Linked DNA regions of Mus musculus: region 1 is linked to region 2. Evidence: chromatin contacts called from public HiChIP or PLAC-seq data. All regions are on one chromosome and are shown on one strand. The core of a region is the stretch at or near the end of the contact, and the rest is flanking DNA. Distances in the headings are between cores, read along the strand shown. Region 1 overlaps Myo1f (myosin IF). Region 2 holds the start of Adamts10 (a disintegrin-like and metallopeptidase (reprolysin type) with thrombospondin type 1 motif, 10).

Region 1 (2,700 bases), core at 132-2,631, 76 kb after region 2:
ATCAGGATTTCATGGCCATCCTCTACTATAGAGTGAGCTCTGGGTCAGCCTGAGCTATATGCAACCCTGGGTGGAGGAAAAGGAAACATCTCACGCTGCACTGTCACACCCAGCCCCACACCCACAGCCGGTAATAGAGCTGTCATTCAGGCCTGTCCTTGTGTAACCCAGACAGACCTACATCAGATGCACCCTCATTTTACCAGATGTCTCTACTATGACATAGTCACCTGATCCAGAAGCCCTATTCCCCAGGACCACTTCCCTCACCTGGCTTAGACACACATGTCCATTGTACCTTAACTTGACTCTGAAGCCCCTGTCTATATAAACACTCTAACCAGGTCAAGGAAGCCTTGTTCACAAGTGCACGCCTGACTGTTCCAGAAATCATTAATAGTCATGACCAATTAACATAATCTAGAAAATCCCTTATAGACATGCAGTTGTATGGATGTATATATGAGATGAGATGGGAAGATGGCAGGCACAGCAGGTCAAGGTGCTTGCTCACAACCCTGAAGACCTGAGTTCAATCCCTAGAACCCAGTTGGTAGAGGGAAAGAACCAACTTCCACAGGCTGTTCTCTGACCTCCATGCCATGTCTACAGATACACACAAAATAAATAACTGTAAAAATAAAATATAACTAACCGTCATACCCCACCTTCCTATACAACTCATAGATTCATGTGGTTCATATACACATATGCCCCTTACTTGTGACCATGTCTTTTCTTTTATTCATTCCTTTGAGCCAAGGCTGGCCTAAAATGAACAATCCTCCTCCCCTAACCTCCCAAGCCCCACCCGAGATTACAAGTGTGTGCCACCCCTAACCTCCCAAGGCCTGAGATTACAAGTGTGTGCCACCCCTAACCTCCCAAGGCCTGAGATTACAAGTGTGTGCCACCCCTAACCTCCCAAGGCCTGAGATTACAAGTGTGTGCCACCACAAAAGACTGGGCAATATGCTCTTACCTGCCTCTGTGATGTGCATTCAATCACTCAAGCCATCAATATTCTCCCCCCCCACACACACACACTTCCCCCAAGATAGGGTTCCTCTAAAGTACTGAGATGTAAAGTGTATGCCACCAGTACCTGACCTCAATCCATACCTTTACAAAAGCTGAGCTGAGGGCGTGTGGCTCAGTGTGTGCTTGGGTCTGCTAGGAAGCATTGTGAATCCCAAAAAACCACCAGGGAGCTGTTTCCAATGCAATCGAATCAGGGTCTCTTTATTACAAGCTCAGGCTTGGGCTCTCCTCCAGCCCAATCCTGACACATCAGAACAGGAAGGCGGAGCAGCCTGAACCCTCAGCAGGACAATCTATTTTAGGAAATGGGAACAAGTGAGGGGTACCCAGCCTGGCAAGCATCTAATAGAATGACAATAAGCTGACAGGTGGGCAATCTAAAGCAAGACCACATCTAGTCACAACCAGTCTGCAAGTCCATCTGAAACAATCAGACTAATCTTTGATTAACTGTTGCTAGGAAGTATCTAGGGAGTAAATCTGCGGTATGGGCTAAGGAGAAGCCAAGGAGTCCTTTCTGGTAGTTGGGTGCGGCTCGGGTTCAGCTGCAGTTCAAGTTCTCAGGCTTTTTTTTTTTTTTTCTTTAAGATGGAGGCTGATACCAAGATGGAGTAGATTTGGCCTCTTATGCTTAGCATGCAAGGCTTCCATCCCCAGCACAGATGTATACACATGCATACAGTTTTGTGAACTTTTCCTAGAGAGACTAACAAAATGTCTCTTTACTCCAAATAGGACACTAACGATAGAGCGAAGAAATGATTCCGTCAAAGTGTAGCTCAGAGACAGGACAAGTTTATTCTGGGTTATTTCCAGAGACGTGGATCAGAGATTAGTTACTTACAGAAGCACTGGCAACTTAAAATAAGCTGGAGAAAAATACCTCCCATTCTCCCACACAAACCATTAACTGCCTAGAGATCTTCAAGGAAAGACAGGGCCACATGAGTCCCTCGCCCGAAATCAAAAGTTAGTAGGCCCAATCTTGTGCAAGTCTCTTGAGGGTAAATTTGGCTGCAGAGGGCAACAGCCATGTCATACCCAGAAGACAGCATTCCACAACACACACACACACACACACACACACACACACACACACACACACACACACACAGCTATCAGGTATTTCTTTTATCTTCTACCTGTCAACTAGCCCTGACATACATTTTCTAAACAATATAACCTCACCTTTACTCTATTTCTTACATGATTTAGCAACTCACACACAAAGAGATTTCCCAGTCACTTGCCCTGAAAGCTCCACCCTTGTCTAGGGTTGATCCTCTGGCCAGGCTGCCCATCCCCTGGGGACCACCCATCAGCTTCTGGCTTTGTCTTCCTGCAGCCTATCAAACGGGACTTGATCCTGACCCCAAAGTGTGTGTATGTGATTGGGAGAGAGAAGGTGAAAAGGGGACCAGAGAAGGGTCTAGTGCGTGAAGTCCTGAAGAAGAAACTGGATATCCAGGCCCTCCGAGGGGTGTCTCTCAGGTAAGGCCAAGTAGCCACCTGTCCTGTGGTAACCCACCTGTCAGGTGTTCCTGGGCTGCCTCCTTGCTTGTTACCATGGTAACTTTAGGTGCTATTATACCTATAGCTGTCTTGCTGCTACCTGCCACATTCACTTGCCTCTACTTTCATGATCTTCAACAAACTATT
Region 2 (2,700 bases), core at 138-2,637:
CTTCTCACGGTGAGTGTGGAAGCCATCCCTAGACTGGGGACAGGTGGCTGGAGCCACAGCAGAAGTACAACCTGAGAAAGCAAAGGCAGGTGCCTCAGGCCAAGGGGCCCAAGGGGCAGTTCGGTTAGTGGAGGCCAGGGGTGGGTATGGGTTCTAGGGATTGCAGTATGTAAAAGTTAACAGCCCCTCTGGTCTGGCAGGGTGTCCAGAGAAGTTGGGTCCGGGCAGGAGGGTTCGGGCACCATAGGAATTTTTCGTACAGTGCATGAGCCCTTAACATGCCATTTCCAAGTTCAAGACTAAGTTCAACGTAGAGACAGAGAACTACCTGTATCCCTAGCTGAACTCAGAACAGAGGGAATGTTTGTGGTTGAAACTCTCCTGCTCCCTCCCACAACCACCCCTCTTCCTCCCCTGCTCCCTACAAAGGCTGTCATTACCCCATTTCTAAGGATAAGAAAACCTAGAATCAGAGTCGGTCAAGGCCAAGGCCAAAGCCCACTGTGGGGGCCAATCTTGGAATTCTGAGACCAGGGGTAATGGTGTAGAACACTCCCACAATCAGGCCTGGATTGAAGCTGGTTGGAATCCCAGCTTTGCTCCACTGCACTGGTCATCTCCTGCATGTACAAACTCCTCGTAGATTTAAACACTGTGTCCCAAAGATGATCATGACGCCCCCCTGGCTGGACTTAGTTTTCACATCTGTAAAATGGAACTGACTAGGTCCTCTTCACTGCTAGAGAGTTAAAGCAAGTGAACTCAAAAGCAGAGCCAAAGCAGATCAAAGCCCCCGGACCGGAGCTTTGTGAAGGCTGGGACCCAACTCAGATTTATTCACTCAGCCTCGGGCACCATGCCTGGCACACGGAGAGGCGCCCAATAAATGTTTGCTTGAGCAAGGACCAGCCCTCAATAAATAACAGCTGTTGTTGACTCGGCTAACGGAGGCAAGGCACTGGGCTCTCCCCTTGTCTCAACCCCCTCGCTAGCCCCCAACTCAATTTTGCCCCTTTCTCCAGGACCCCCATCTCCTCCACCTCTTTCTATTCAAACTTTCCTCCCTCACAATTTCCCGCCTAACCCCTCCTTTCCGTCCTCCCCCCCATCCCCCTACTGTGTGCGTCCACTCCTCCCCCACTCTCCACCTCTGTCCCTTCACACCCCCTGCCTTCTTCTATCTCCGCCCCCAGCCTCCCCTCTCCCGTACCCCCCCCCCCAACCTTCTCCAACTCCCATCCCAAATTCCTCCTCAGCATCTCCACCCACACGGGCGCCCTTCGCGAGGCGGGGTAATCCGGGCTCCGGGGTCCTTGGCTTGGGTCCAGCCTGAGGCCCTGGGCGGCGGCGGCGGCGGAAGCAGCAGCAGCGGCGGGCGGGGTTTGGGTTTTTTTTTTTGGTTTTTCTTTTTTTTTAATAACCCTGGCAGGCTGCTCAGGAAGTGAGTGCCTTCCCGCGCCCCCTCCCCCGGCCACGCCACCGGGCGCTTGCTCCCTCCCTTCCTGTGCGCCGGGCGGTGAGTCTGTGCGTCTACAGCGGACCGAAGGCTCCAGGCACGCAGGTACTGGCGATCTGGGGACCCAGTTGGGCGGCGCAGTCACCGGAATGCAGTGATTATAAGTGACTTTGTGTGTCTCGGGGACAAGATGTGCTGGACGGATCCCGTTGTGCGAGTGCTGTGTTGGTGCCGAATGTCCCTAAGTGTTGCAGATACAGACTGCCTGTTTGGGTTGGCTCAGGTTTGGGGCGGGGGTCGAGGTCAGCCACGTATCCAAATGGTTGTGCTTCTGCGGATTGTATGACCTTATGGCTTTCAGCATCTGGGAGCGACTGTGTGGGCAGACTGTTGAGGTGTGTTGAGTGTTTGCCTAAGTGAGGGTAAGAAAAATGCCTCTCGTGCATGTAAATGCCAAGTGTGTCTGTCTCTGAATATTTGCGTTTCTCAGGAGTGTTATTAGTGGAAATGCCTGCATGCATATGTGTCTGAGTTTGTAGAATTTCTTAGTTCCCCCTGCTATGAATGTGTAAACTTGTGCATGTGTGTGTGTTAACTTTCTGTGTTAAATGAGCGTGTATAGGCTGCTAGGCTTGTGGCTTGTCTTGGACTGTGTAACTGTGCACATAGGCCTGTTTGTCTGGGTTTATGGGCTGTCTGGGTGTCCATGTGGAAATATGTGTTTCTGTATACATAGGTGTGGAGGTATGTAGTTGTGTGTGTTTGGGTTTAGTGAACCAGGCCTTCCTGCTATTCAAGTGTGGGTTGCCCTATAGAGTGTGATTGTGTTTGTTTGTGTGTCTGCCTGTGAGAGTGGAGCTGGGGCTGCTACTTCCCCTCAGATGGTCATCTATGCCACAGAACTCTGAAGCAAGGAGCCTCCCTACCAGGGGGAGACACACTTTAATTAACAGCTGGTTGGTGGTAATGGGAGTGGTGACCTGTGCAGCCCCTCCCCTTAGGCCTCCCCTCTGGCTGGTCCTTTTGTCTGTGTGCTCACAGCAGCCAGGCCAGATGTGCAGCGCCTGGAGGAAGCCTGCTGCCTCAGGCTGATGGCTGCCTATGCCTGGCCAAAGAAGCTCTGTCCTCCACTGAGAAGCCTCCACCTCTTTAGCTGGGTTTCCCGCACAGCCTACAAAAGTCTAGGTGTGGAGTGCTGGTCCCTATAGGATCCCCAGGATGTGATGGAGCCACACACATTCCCG

Evidence for each region. HiChIP or PLAC-seq counts read pairs in DNA pulled down with a chosen protein or histone mark.
Region 1: a contact with region 2 is called in an H3K27ac HiChIP or PLAC-seq map of embryonic stem cells, with 8 read pairs. The contact joins the enhancer-like site here to the promoter of Adamts10 in region 2. A contact is called at or near these places in 1 of 15 datasets of contacts at CTCF or cohesin (large pre-B cells), 1 of 484 Hi-C or Micro-C datasets (female germline stem cells), 2 of 115 datasets of contacts at active chromatin or transcription factors (embryonic stem cells and forebrain) and 3 of 9 other capture datasets (adipose tissue, liver and pancreatic islet).

Annotation. Positions count from the first base shown.
Region 1 is chr17:33,598,665-33,601,364 of GRCm38.p6, forward strand. It overlaps Myo1f (myosin IF), which reads left to right. Exons shown (of 28, transcript NM_053214.2): 22 at 2,387-2,532. Among named protein-coding and RNA genes, the nearest start is that of Zfp414, 29 kb to the right of the region's middle. Within about 2 kb of position 1,382, at least 4 of the 459 cell types and tissues checked have an H3K27ac peak or open chromatin away from gene starts, as enhancers often do. A contact at or near this core is called in embryonic stem cells, where this site is marked.
Region 2 is chr17:33,522,698-33,525,397 of GRCm38.p6, forward strand. Adamts10 (a disintegrin-like and metallopeptidase (reprolysin type) with thrombospondin type 1 motif, 10) reads left to right here and starts at 1,388. Exons shown (of 25, transcript NM_172619.4): 1 at 1,388-1,561.